Linked DNA regions of Rattus norvegicus: all the other regions are linked to region 1. A link is a contact called in public Hi-C data. All regions are on one chromosome and are shown on one strand. Each heading gives the region's core, a stretch centred on a gene start, on an enhancer-like site or on the middle of the called end of the contact. The rest is flanking DNA. Distances are from core to core; before and after follow the strand shown.

Evidence for each region. Hi-C and Micro-C count contacts between places; a contact is called where the count stands out from the background.
Region 2: a contact with region 1 is called in a Hi-C map of kidney, with 2.7 times the contacts expected there. The contact joins the enhancer-like site here to the promoter of Pappa in region 1. A contact is called at or near these places in 10 of 12 Hi-C or Micro-C datasets (the A7r5 cell line, the Rat2 cell line, Schwann cells and 5 more) and 1 of 1 datasets of contacts at active chromatin or transcription factors (oligodendrocytes).
Region 3: a Hi-C map of kidney shows a contact between it and region 1, with 4 times the contacts expected there. The contact joins the enhancer-like site here to the promoter of Pappa in region 1. A contact is called at or near these places in 11 of 12 Hi-C or Micro-C datasets (the A7r5 cell line, the Rat2 cell line, Schwann cells and 7 more) and 1 of 1 datasets of contacts at active chromatin or transcription factors (oligodendrocytes).

The regions. Positions count from the first base shown.
Region 1 is chr5:83,510,681-83,515,158 of GRCr8, reverse strand. It overlaps Pappa (pappalysin), which reads right to left and starts at 1,801. Exons shown (of 22, transcript NM_001401319.1): 1 at 607-1,801. The coding sequence starts at 1,012.
Region 2 is chr5:83,897,941-83,902,280 of GRCr8, reverse strand. The region is part of intron 19 of Astn2 (astrotactin 2); the gene reads left to right. Among named protein-coding and RNA genes, the nearest start is that of Trim32, 120 kb to the left of the region's middle. Within about 2 kb of position 1,465, at least 24 of the 93 cell types and tissues checked have an H3K27ac peak or open chromatin away from gene starts, as enhancers often do. A contact at or near this core is called in kidney, where this site is marked.
Region 3 is chr5:84,004,420-84,009,298 of GRCr8, reverse strand. The region is part of intron 16 of Astn2 (astrotactin 2); the gene reads left to right. Among named protein-coding and RNA genes, the nearest start is that of Trim32, 14 kb to the left of the region's middle. Within about 2 kb of position 1,623, at least 23 of the 93 cell types and tissues checked have an H3K27ac peak or open chromatin away from gene starts, as enhancers often do. A contact at or near this core is called in kidney, where this site is marked.

The sequences.
Region 1 (4,478 bases), core at 552-3,051:
ACATGCTACCGGCTTTAAAAGCAAGGACCCGGGAGAGGCAGTGTGGGTGGCTATAGTGGTGGGGGTGGATCCCAGAGGCAAGCTTCAGGCAGAGAGCAACTTTGGGGTACTTCTGGGACTTCTAAGTCTGGCAATCAAAACTACCTGGCCCATGCCTACTTTGAGGCTAGCCAGGCTACTGAAGAATTACTTAAGAATATCAAAAAGTAAAGAGAAATGAACGGTTCCCTGCACTTTTTTCACAGGCAATCCATCTGGGTCCTGTACCTTTCCCTCCCATACCCGGACAATGTCTGTCTGCACATCCCCAGCACCACCTAAGTGTTCTGGGTTCCCGGGAGGATCAGCTATCTCTAGCCCATGGTCTTAGACAGGCACCGAGCTCCCAAGTGCAGCTCCCCAGAGGCCGGGCAGCATCCCTTCTCAGCGCGCCCATTCTGCAGATGGGTTAAAGCGAGTCTCGCTTCCGTGGTCCCTGCGCTGCTCCAGGGGCGACTCCCGCATACCCACCAACCACCCTCACCCCCATACATCCACGAGCGACCCGGAGGGGTCGGTAGAGACAAGCGGGATGGTCTACCTGACAGGGCACCCCTTTCGCCTTACCTGTGATCACGGCTGGAGACTTCTGGCCACCTTCGGCTCTCAGCCACACTTGCAGCGTGAAGGCGTCGCGGGGCAGCTCCAAGTCGGCCCGGAGACGCAGCTGCTCCCCTCGCCCGCTGAAATAGAGCGCCCGGCTCGGCGGGCTCGGCTCCTCGGCGCCCCTCGCCGCCCGCTGCTGCCGCCGCCGGGGGACGCGCACGGCTTCCCAGGCACCGCCCGGAGGCGGCGGCGGCGAGGCGCGGCGACCGCGGGCCGCCCGGGTGGCGCAGGTGGCCGGTCCGGCGGCGGGGCGCGGGGGGCGCACGGCCCGAGGGTCTCTCCGGGCCCGGCGGGGGCGCTCGGCCAGCCCGCAGCCCAGCGCGGCGCTCAGCAGCCCCAGGCGCAGCACCCAACTCCAGAGCCGCATGTCCGACGGTCCCCCCCGCCCCCCCTGCGCCCCTGCACCGCCGCCCAGAGCTGCCAGCTTAGCTCCCGCCTAGTCTCTGATCCCCTTCTCGTGAGAGCCCCCTTTCCACTTGCTTTTTCCTTTTCTTTCTCGCTTTCCTCCTCAAGGTGTGTGCTCCACTCCCCCCACCTTTCAAAAATACAGTCCAACTCCTCCTGGTTGGCAATTAATTTCTCTCCCCGCTCCTTTATCTGCCTTATTTACCCCCTCTAACAGCTGGATGCCTTCCTCCTTGTTTTATTTCATTTTATTTTATATATTTCTAGCTCTTCAAAAAAAATCTCCTCTAACACACTGATCAGCTGAATTCCCTCCCTCCCCCCAAGATGCTCTCATTTCTTTATTTTTTGCGTCCTTTATAACACAAGCCACAGCCCCCTTCTCCCCCCCCGCCCCCTCCCCTCCCTCCTTCTTCACGAAATGAAAGGAAAGAGGGGGAAAAATCCCTTAGAAGATGAGTAAACAAGCGTGTGCTAATCTGTTCGCCAGCACTCCACCTTCCCAATTGAATGAGTCCCTGTTCAAACTGCGGGGATCATGACCAATCAATCGGTTCGGAGAGGCCGATCCACCCAGCCTTCCTCTACTTTGCAGTTTGTCTCCTTCCCTTCGCTTCAGCTTCTCCACCCCCTCGTTCTTCTTCTACTTCTTCTTTTTTTAAAGAAGACAATCTTAAAGTAACAATTTAATGCAATTCTGTACACACCCCCTTACGGTCCTCCCTGCTCTGCTCATTCCAGCTCAAAACACACGCGTTCTGGTTTGTTTTGCTTTGCTTTGCTCTCCCGTCACCCCCGCCCCTTATTTTTATTTTTATTTTGCCTCGTGGCGGGAGAGAGAAATCTTTCAGAGTCTCATTTGCCCTTTGCTGTTACACGTCTCCCTTTTCCACAACACGTAATGCGTTGAAACTTAATTCTCACAGTCTTTCTCATCTTCCTCCCTCCCTCTTTCTTTCTCTTTCTCCCGCTTTTCTTCTCTTTCTCTGTCCCCTTCCTTCATTCCCCTCATTTTCCCCTTCCTTTCTTTCTTTGACTTTTTTCTTTTTTTGCCTTTCTCCTCTTCCCCTCACCAAATTTTCTTAAAGTTATACTGTAGTAAGTTGGCTCTCCTCTTCCCTGAGCCCCCGATGCTAACTTTCAGGCTTCAGACTCATTTCCCAAATCTTCATAGATTGAACAGAACATCAGAGGAGAAGTGTTTCCAGGGCATCTCCCTTTGAGGCACTGTGGACCAGTGCTTTGCCCCCATCATTGCCCCTGAATAATCCTAAAGCATTCAGTTGGTCATTGAACATACTTTTTGTTGAATATACATGGAAAGAAAGTATGGATTTGCCCAATTTCAACCTTAAAAACAATCCAAGCCTCCTAATGCTGTCCCAGGTAGTAGTCTGCTGCTTGTGGCTCTACATTTTGAACTGAAACATGTATTTCGTATTTCTTTTTTTTCTTTCCCCCCTCTTTATGGAACTCAAAAGCTCCCCCTTATGGCAAAACAGTTCTCTTTCCTTCGAGTGTTTAATAAGTCAAAATGACTTAGCCATGGTGGTTTAGAAATTATTAGTTCCTTGCCAGTCTGTCCAAATAGTATCACTATAAAAAGATGTCATTCCAGGTAGAATGTATGGTGGAAAACTGAGGTGTAGTTGATGCTACTAATTAGTGACTTGCTGTCCCGTGGTATTCCCATCCTCCGGGCTGTTCCAGATCCTTCCTTAGAGTTAGGATCTTTGCTACATGCTCCAGGGAGGGAGAGAACCATCGGAGACTATTCGCTGGTAAATGGATATAGATTTGTAAGACGGCCAATGACTCAGATCTCCTCTCCATAAAAGCTGAAATGTGGTAAGCAGGGATCATGGCACTGATCTGCAAGCCAGCTATCGCAGTTTTGTGTCCTCCTGTTCAGGGAAGAGCTTGCTATATAGTGTAAGGCTAAGAGTTCTGGGACTCAGGTTCTCTACTCACAAAGTGATGCTCTTTCCACCCTCCACTCTTTAGAGACTGGAAGGAAAGAAAAGAAGATAATGTGTACAATGCCACGGGTAAAAACATTCCCTTGGCAAACCTCTCACTGTCTACAACTTTGATTCACTTACACAAGCTAGGAGGCTGTCCTCAAAGAAGGAAAAATATGGAGGATGAATTGCATAAACACTCTCATTCAGTATTCCCCTCCCCAATGATATCTGAAATGTGATTACTGCTTACTTCGGTTATAACAACTAGTATTGTATTTGGAGACTGCATTTCCGGAGGTTTATAAGCCATCCTGTACAATAGTTTTAATATTTGTAGTTTTAATATTTTAGAATTTCATCCACTTTCTAACCAGGAATGAGAATAGGAGGCACATCAACTTCCAACACATACACAACTTGACCTCCTGCTAGCCATTTCTCTGTAGCCATCCATTCTGTTACTTTTACAATGAGAGTATGCACTTCACAGCTTATTCTGAGTAGGAAAATTTCTGAGCTGTAGAATCTGTCTATGAGCACCTTGTATTCAGCTGTTCCCATCAAGCTCAAATTGCTCCTTGGGTCCTTACTTAGATCAAAATATCTTCTTCCCCTCTGAAAGTGAATGAAAGGAAAGAATAGATATTATAGGTTGTCTTACTCATCCTTAAATTCATTGGGAATGTTTGGGAAAACCTTTTACTGACATATTACTAAATGGATGATTAGTAATATACAGCTAGGCCAGCTAAGTGGCACGGTGGGTAAAGGCCAAGTCTGCTGACCTGAGTTCAATCACTGGGACCCACATGGTGAAAAGTAAAATAAAAGTTTAGCCGTCTAATTACCCTTTCACCTCACCTGTCTTGGAGGCTACTCATACCCTTTGTGTGCAAATGGATTTACTTGTTTTTATGCTGGAGTCTCATTGATGAATCACACACTGTGGCCCACAGGCCATTCTAACCCATGGCTTACACACGGCCTCTGCATTGACTTACATGTAAAATAATGATTCATCCTGTACTGCTATCCCCTGTTAAATTAGTCATGTAGTCTCTTGTAGATTTTTTCCTTATTTTTATCTTTCCATTTCTCCCCCATTTTAGTACCAGAAACTATGCAGCTATGCTACTAGATCCCATTTAGTCTTGTCAAACCTACCCAGTCCCTGGTTCCCTTCTCAGGGTCACTCTTAGGTTTCTGAAGAAACTTTTGGTACCAAACCCTTCTTACTCTGTACTTTCAATCCTTGGGGCATACTCCCACAACATGCATCTTATCTGGAAGTAGTTGAAAGCTCTATATGAAGCCCAGAAGGCTACAGGGTGCTATGGAAGTTAGAGTAACAATGAAGTAGCACCTTAGAGTCATAGATGAGTTTGAGTGGCCCAAAGTACTGAGTTCTGAGTCCCTGTGACCTGGGTTCCTATGATCTTCAGCAAGTCTTAGTTTTTCTGAGTC
Region 2 (4,340 bases), core at 216-2,715, 390 kb before region 1:
TGAGAAGCTCATGTGTTTTAAAGGGCTTCCTTTTGCTCTGTCATTGCCCATTGCTGTGACCTGGGGCAAATCAACCTGACCCCTTAAAATCTTTTCCCATTTGTGGTTTAGCATTGTAGCATAATTCCTATTTGTGGATATCAGTACAAGATCTATAGATATAACCCCCCCAAAAAAGTACAAAAGGAAGCAGAATAGGACAATTTTTAGTAGGGCAGAATGTATTTCCATAGGATTTCTGAGAGGGTAAATTACCTCCATATCTGTAATTTATGAAAAAGTGGACAACTTCACCCTCCAGTTTCTGGAAATCTATGACACATTATCATTTTTAATGTTCTAAGATACCCCTTTAGAAAGAAGTCTGCTTAACTTTATTTTTATCCCCGTAGCTTTCAAATTTATGTGAAATGACTATTAGTGTCTCACAGAAGGTAAAATTCTGTAAAATGCTCTTTGAACAAAATGGACCAAGTGGTCCTTTGGTCTGACTTTAATCATCAAGCCAAGTTTACAGAAACAGACCTTCCAATGTAAGCCTCGTTTTTAATTATTGGCAAAAGGAAACAATGAAACCCACTTTTCTCCACCTGAAATGTAATTCAGCTTTGTTCTGTTTTTGTTCGTTTGTTTGTTTGTTTGTTTTGTTTTCTAGAACTCAAAAAGTAGTAAACGGTGCTTGTCCTCAAATCTATGAAATTATTGACCATACTGGCTGTTGAGTATCTGTCTCCTGGTGTATTTGTGTGTACGGGAATTCGCGTGTTTGCACAAGTGACGTCACAGATAAGGCTACCAGAAACACCTTGAACAAATTCTGGCACTCCACGACTATCCTTGTTCTCACAAGTATTTTTGCCTTGCTTCTGTTAAGTCCCTTGGGAAATTCCTGAAGTTATCTCATTCTGCTTTCTGTACCTGGAGGCCTAGGTCTCATCCTTGGGTCTCTGTTGCAAAGGAAAAATCAAAACCTTTGAAAATTCCTGCTTGGTAGGGGTGAGGGGGTCTCCAGATTTGCATGAAGTTACTAGAAAGTGTGAATTTGAGATTCTCCCCAGGATATGAGTAGAAAGCAGTGGGCTCTTTTCACAGTGTGCTAGCACACATTTTGAGGCTCATTTTCAAATAAGTATCTATGACTTGAATAAGGGTCCAGGGCAGTCTTTTTCTGGGCCATCAGCTCTCTGCATACATCAGTGTCTGAGTGTATTTAATAGCGTTGTCATTCTTAAGAGTGTCTGACTTTGAACAATAGATTATGTTGACCCAATCCCCTTTTAGGCTGTTACTTAGTAAAGATGGAAATCTCAGGGATTATCCAGACAGGGAAGCCTAAAACCATTTCTAGGGCCTTTTGTGGATATCATAGTCAATAGAGGGCGCTCCCACACCACAACACTGGGTGGAAGGCTCTAGACAGGCGCAGGGCAAAGGCAGCCAGCTGACCTTTCTCTAGGCTGTTCTTGGGTTGCCAGAGCAGCCGAGGTGTCAGCTGAGAGCAGTCACAGCCTAGGGAGGAGGAGGAAAGGACGGAGGCTGGGGCACCAGAAAGGGAGGAAGAGCTGGCAGAGAACACACTCAAATACACATCTCATGGAGACAGAGGCCCAGGGAAAGCACAGAACATGAGCACATACCTACAAACAACCAATATAACATACCCTACTCAGACTACGAACAAGGAGATTTTGTTTGTGAGTCACATAATACAGAACCACGATGTGAATTTAACCCATAGCACGCAGATGCATACAACGCAGTCGTCACTCCCAGATAAGGTGCAAGGACAATAAATGGCTGTATACAGTACATTTAAATATGTGTAAGCCCCTCACCCCATGAGGACATTCAGAGCATGCACAATATAGAAAGGTGAGATAGGTAAGCTATATAATAAAGACACACAGTCTCTCTCCCTCTCTCTCTCTCTCTCTCTCTCTCTCTCTCTCTCTCTCTCACACACACACACACACACACACACACACACACACACACAGCACAGAGATGTAGTAGACCACAGCACACACAGCCATTCAAAATCCATTGAAAGCAGAGCACATACAGATAATGTGAATCTCTCACTCCCTCTACAGCAAATCCCCCAGGAGTGATATTACAGATAAACAACAGACAGACATGGATAAACATAGCCACTGCCTCACTAGCATACTGGAAAGTCTATGAGCCAAATGCCATGTCAGTTCACCAAGCATGAGCAGGCCTGGGGTCACACATCAAACAACATCAATCTAGGCAGCACACAGTAACACATACTGCATGGACTTGACGCTACATACATTCAAAACACTTAGAATAAAATACATGTTTTGATAAGGGAACCAGGCATGAAGAAGAGCAGGGAAAGCGGGTGTGTGAAAGGGGAAAGATAGGATAATACAAAAAAGCAGCATCTAGAAAAGATATAGGGCAGGAAGAGCAGCATCACACACAATGGTCAGCTTCTCTCTCCTCTGCTTAGGTGACTATAGTGATGGTTTTAAGTAGTGTTATTTCAGAGGCTAGGCAAAGACAAAAAGGGCTAAGGGTGTCCTAGGAAGAATGAGCCTTAGGCTCAAGGCCAGAGCCTGAGCCTCAATCTCAGCTATAACAATGGCACCAGATCACATCTCTCATGTCTCTTCCTGCATGTCCCTGCAACTGCCAGCTCATCTCACCTCCACAGATGTCTGCCTCAACCCCACCCATCTCTAGGTTATCATCATCAATGAGCTGTAGGCCATATACATTTCACTGCCCACCTCCCCCCACTCAGCCAGTGTTAGAGAGAAACTTTCCCAAACTTTCAGGAAATGTACTTTTTTCATTGCTTTTAAAAAGCATCCAAATTGGGGGAAGGCATAACAAACTAACAACAACAAAAAATTAAAGGAAGGAAGAAAGGGAGGAAGGGAGGGAGGGAGGGGGAGAGAGAGAGAGAGAGAGAGAGAGAGAGAGAGAGAGAGAAAGGAGTACTCCCAAGAAGGCTTGTTTTGCCAAAGAAGACAGGATAGATCTGGATGGTACAGAACTCAAGCAAATCTTGCTCATTATGTAACTAACCAAATAAAAGTCAATTCTTGGAACCTCAGAATTTTCAGTGAAACAGATTCACATCAGCAAACTTTCTCAAGCAGCCAAGCTAGGCCAGACTATTGTGGGATGCTGGAATGTAAACAGAAGAAGCTGACGTCCACCTTCCAAAGTGTACAGCCTAGGAGAAGACAGACCTATATAATGTAAATGTCACAGGGACAGGGAATAATAGAGAACTATTGATGAGAAAAGTAGCAATTAGTTAAAAATTTGGTACACATACTTCTTTGGGGGCAGTATATACACACTATCTGAGTCAATAGTCATTTAAAAATGGGAAAATGAGAAGGATTTGCCAGCATCATACTACACATAATGAAGCCAAGGCTACAGATATAAAGGCAGCTATCGCTGATGGCAGTGTTAGAAAGCCTGATTTCAACATCCCTTTGCAATTCGGCAACATGGGCATAATTAATTATCTTCATTACCTTTGTAAATCTTGAGCAAGAACCCACAGAAAGGGGTATGATCCAAAGTAAAGAGACACCAAGGTAGAAAGATCCAGGGAGCACTTTGGACTCTCCCACCTAGAAGAAGAAATCTTTTAAAGTCAGGCCAAGCTTCAGAACTCCCAAATACCTCAGCTCCGTGCCCCTAGATCTGGCATCAGGGTTTAGCATTCATCCTGACAGATTTCTGTCAGGCCCTGTGTCCTCTTCAGCTGTCATCCTGTTGCCTCACATATGGGTTTGGTGTCAGGGCTGTGTTCCTGGCTTCTTGACCAGCTCCAGCCATTTATAGGCAGGAAAAAGAAGCTATTGACAGTAAAATAGGTAAACATGGCTGAGAAGATGGTTCAGTTGATAAGGTATCTGCCATGCAAACTTGAATTCAGATCTCCAGAACCTACCAAAAAAAGTAGGGTGTGGCAGTGAGTACAACCTTGAGTAGGGTAGGGTGACAGAGAAAGGAAGATTCTTGAAATACATTGACCAGTTAGCTTTGCTGAATGTTTGACTTTCAAGGTCATTAGCAGAGTACATTGTCCTTGTGATTTTGCACACATCTGCACACACCACAGACATACGACATTTAACACACATGCAAGCACCACTTCCCGGTAAACAGGGATGTGGCGTGATACATAGTGGAGACAAATTTTGATCTCTGGATACATGGATGTTCTTTTTATAGATAACTCTATTTCTGTCATGCATTTTCAGGTAGCAATAGAATTGGAAGGAAACTCTGAGGTCATCTAATTGTTTCATAGTGGGGATATGGGGGTCCAATGACATACCTTC
Region 3 (4,879 bases), core at 374-2,873, 490 kb before region 1:
AACATAGAGAGAGTTAGTATTTTAAAGAAATTTGTGAAAGGCTATGGTTCTGCTCTAACTGGCAAAGCAATGACAGTTGTTTCCCATTGTTCCTCTAACCAAAGCTGTTAGCTGAGTCCAGCAAAGGCTATGGTGGTGTTTGAACCCAGCTGCCTCTTCTTGGGTTGAGGGTGGCTGGTATGCCTTGTGACCTCCTGTCCTCCTCCAAGCCTTGTTACAGCAGGATAGTATATCCAATCCAGGGTGCTAGCATCTCCAAGATCTGTTTACCCTTCACACTACTGCTCTCCCTACCTCTAAGTTACTGGAAGGAGAGAAAGGGTACTGGGGAAAGGCTTGTCTTTGAGTCCTGAGGACTGCATTTTGAGCAGGACATGAAAGGGCAGTGCATGAGCTTGATTCCAGGGAGGAGAATGCAGTGTTAGTAAAGGTGGCACCTACAATGTCATATGTTTAACAAAACCTAGATGGCTGGGAAAGGTTTCTCTTTTCCCTCATATTTCCCTTTCAAACATTTCATCCAGCTTCATCTTTAAAAAGACAGTAACACTCTTGTAGTAAATGTAGTAAGTGGGAGAGAGAGCTAGCTCAGATGTCAAGACTACTTGTTCCTCTTGCAGAGGATCCAGATTCATTCCCCAGTATACTGGGAGCTTAAGACTCCCTCTGACACTAGTTTCAGAGGACCTGACACCTTTTTCTGGTCTCTACAAGATGTAATGCACATACATATACTCAAGTGTGCATGCAAGCACATGCATGTGTACACACACACACACACACACACACACAATTGATTTTTTCTGGATGGACATCAAGCACTTTGTATGAAAATTCAATATATTAGACTTTAACGATTGTATTTTTGTTCACCTTACACTTATTTTATGCATAAAAATACATATATTTCTATTGGTTTGTATTATTCATGGTCACATAGAGGTCTGTAGCTAGCCTATAAGCCCCTTTAAAAAAAGTACTTTTTATTGATTCTTTGTGAGTTTCCAAATCATGCATCCTAGTCATACTCATCTCCCTGTCCTCTCATATTTACCCTTTGCCCTTGCAATCACCCCCCCACTAAACACACACACACACACACACACACACACACACACACACACACACACACACACAGAGGCAGGGGGAGGGAAGGAAGGAGGGAGAGAGAGAGAGAAAGAAAACAAAACATGAAAATTACTCTTCATGTAAGCTGCAGTGTGTTACACTGTGTCCCACAATATACTCCTCTGTCCCCACATCCTCACTTAGGAGGGTTCATTGTAATGAGTCATTGGTCTTGTTCTAGGTCTTTGGCTTCGTTTATGATAATCATCCTGGTTATCCTATTGTTGACCTATGTCATGGAGATTCTGCAGCTTTGGATCAGCAAGGTCAACCCTTTCTCATACTCAATAGTTCACAGATGATGTGGATTTTGGGGTGGACCAACTCAAAGCCCTGGATCTGAGCCTGGGAGGTAGCTGAACTGGTCACTTCTGCAGCTCTCCTTTTCTGCATTCCAGGGCAAGCTCCCCAGCACTGCTCCTGCTAGGCCAGCCAATGCTGCCATTGGCAGGAGGCACGGTCAGCCTTCCTGCTCTCATGCCCTCTGGGCTGGCTTCCTCCCAACCATGCCTCCACAGCCAGCTCCACTGTGCTGCCCAGGCTGGTTGAAGAGCCTGCTCTCCTAAGTGCTAGAGCTTTGAAATGAGGGACAGGACCAGTTCTCCTGCTCTCATGAACGTGGGAGCCTGTTCATTCTTCCAGTATCACACGTGGAGTGGGAAGAAGGGGTATCATGCCCCACCCTACCCACTTCACCACATGGCAGACAAGTGATGAGGCTGGCTCATGCCCACAGGGCTGTCTCACCTGTGCCTCCTCCACCAGGGCCAGCTCTACTGTGCTCCTCAGAGGAGGTGTAGGGCCCACTGTCCTGAGTGCTGCTGTTAGTAAGGGGCAGGGTCAACTCACCCACACTCATGACCCTGGGGTCAACTCACCTGATCCCCTCAGGTGGTGAGAGGCAAGGGGGTGAGGGCATTACCCCAGCGCCCAGCCTATCTCAGGGCATATGAGTGTAGTGGGGGGAGGGGGTCAGCTCTTCCATACCTATGTCCTTGGGGCTGGCTCACCCTTGCCTTTGCCACTAGGGCCAGCTCCACTCTGTTGCCCAGGGAAGGCACAGGGCCAATTCTCTCAAATGCTGCCTCATGTGAGAAGTGGGGCGGGCTCTCTAGATGTCACAACCAGTGAGGGGCAGACTCAGTTCTGCATAGCCTCTGGACTCCACATGGTCCCAGACCAAGGACATTCCCAATCAGGTTTCTAGTGGTAATATGAACCACTGATACTAACACCAACTCTGGCTGCTGTATAACCACAGACCCAGACAAGGACCTCAGTGGCAGGAGCAGCCAGTGGTGAGACTTGATGATGGCCTCAGGCAACAGGGCTGGCTCCTCATGCCAAGCTATTTCATCTCTCCAGTTCCAGATCTCTATTCATAATTCTCAAAGTGTTCTGCTTCTGTTTCTCTCCCATCTGTCAATCTTGGACATTGTAAGTGACTCCACTCTGGCTGCAGGCAGCTACATGGTTAGTGGACCTCTGGATTACCCTGTCTATTTGTGCCAATTGGTGTGCTGGCAAGTTCGCCTCTAGCTACAGCCTACCCATGTAGCATGGCAGTGAGCAGGTCTATTGACGTCTTCCTTCTCTCACACCATATGGCTAGTGGCTGGTGAGCCTCTTTATGCCTATGACCTGCTCATGCTGTGTGGTGGAGGGCAGGTCTCTGGGCATCTTTTCTCGTCCCTACTGTGTGGCATGGCAGCTGGCTAGTCTCTGGATGTCTCATGACTTTACTTTTAACCTCCCTGCTGTCTGTACTGTTCTGGGATACTGTGAGGATTTCCATATCACTCTTTCTACTGTAGGCAAAGGTGCATGTTTGCTTGAATTCAATTCCATGGACAGTAGCCCGGAAGTAGAGAATGAAACCCAGGCCACATGCCTTAGTTTTGAGTATTCTGAAAACAGCCTTTGAGCATATCTTCTGCCTTGCTATGCAGGAGTTTCCTTTCCTGTTATATTTGATCCCTTCTGGATCCCTAATCTCTTTCCACCTCGGTATTTTCCTTCCCAGCGTATATTCTCAAATGCCTATACCTGAGAACTACAGAGCAGATTGTTATTTCTATTCTCACCCTTTGGATCATATCTTCAAACATGGTACTGTATGGGTCTTCTAAGGAAATGCCATTCTGAACTGTTATTTCTTGCAATAGTTTTAACTCAAGCTCCCTTGAGCCAAAGATGTCTCTATTTTGTTCCTCTGCTCCTCTTTAATGCCTAGCAAGCTGCGCTCTGTAATCAGTTGGGAAAAAGCAGTCGTTTCTGAGAGCAAACATCTTTAGCAGACACTAGAGGGCAGCAGGAGATCACACATGGAGGAGCTTTCAGCCCTCTGACTAGTCGCAACCCACCTTGTCTCAAGAGGCAAAAATGAATATTAGGAACAGATGTTGAGTGGTTCCTGCCTCTGGCCAAAACATTAGCCAGCAGTTAGCTGCTGGGCAGTGCCCACAGAGAGTTTGACCTTCCTCAGAAGAAAACTGCTTTCTCTGGAAGACAGGTGCCCTCTTCCAGGTTATGCTTGATTACTTTAAGCCTGTAAAAGACAGCAACAGATGCTATTTTTGAATGATAGGATCATAGTAGGTCATGGGTATGAGATTCTCTCATTTGGTTTCCAAAACATTTGAATGGGGACTTAGAGTCTCCATTTTACTAATGTTGGGGAAGTGAAATGGCTCGCCAGTGATTTGAAATGGAGTAGTTGGACTCAGTGGCTGTAGGATAGTGTTCAGTCTTGCCTGATCTCCTTAGTGGGCAGAAAAAAAGTAGTTTAAGAGAAGTTCCTCATTGTTATAACACCAGGCAACTGTGAAGAAAAGACTTAGAGATTCACATTTGCTTCAGAAATGAAAAATGCTGAATGGAAGCGAAGAAGGATCAGATGAAATGGATTTTGATGATGCCTTTGACACACTTGTCCTGGATGTTCTTCTGTGAACTTTGTTTCCCATCAATCCCTCAGATGATAATAGTAATAAAACATGAGAACTATTATTATTGACACTTCAAAGCTGAGAAAATAGCACATTAGACAAATAAATAACTAATGAAAGCTGCCCAATTAGAAAACAGGAGCTGAATTCAAATTCGTGCAAGCCATTCTGTTGTAGCTGCTCTACGGACTGTGTCCACACTGAAAGGCTGCTAAGATAGCTGAGAGGAGAGGATCATTTGCATGTCTACTTTGTAAACCTACCTCCTCTTTGTCAGAGGCTCTACCATGCTGTCTCTCTTTCTGTTTCCTAGATGAGCACACATATGGCACAAAACACAGATACACATTTTATGAGAACCCACCCCATAGTTCCCTACAATTTATGAGATGGAGATTTTATCCAACTACCAGTTCACTGGTTTTAGCATATTAAGCAGGGGCAGGCTTGAAAATTGCTAGGTATACAAATAGCATACACCCTGGGTTTAAGTCTGACACGTAGGTTGAGAATTGCCCAAGTTTGAATGGTTGCCCACATTTAACAATGCTTACCCATGATGAATCTGGAAGACCGAGGAAGTTTCATATCATTGAAAGTGTTAGAGGACAGAAGAGTAAATAAAAAGTTAGGTGAGATTTCTGACCAGGTGTACTGTTAAATTTCTTCTGCTCATGATAGCAGACTATCTCATGAAAAGTGGTGGGAAAGGTTGAGTGTATACCTGGGAGTGACAAGCATCAGACAGGTACATGTGTGTGAAACAGAGAGATCCCAGGCAGGACTCATACAGGAATGAAAAC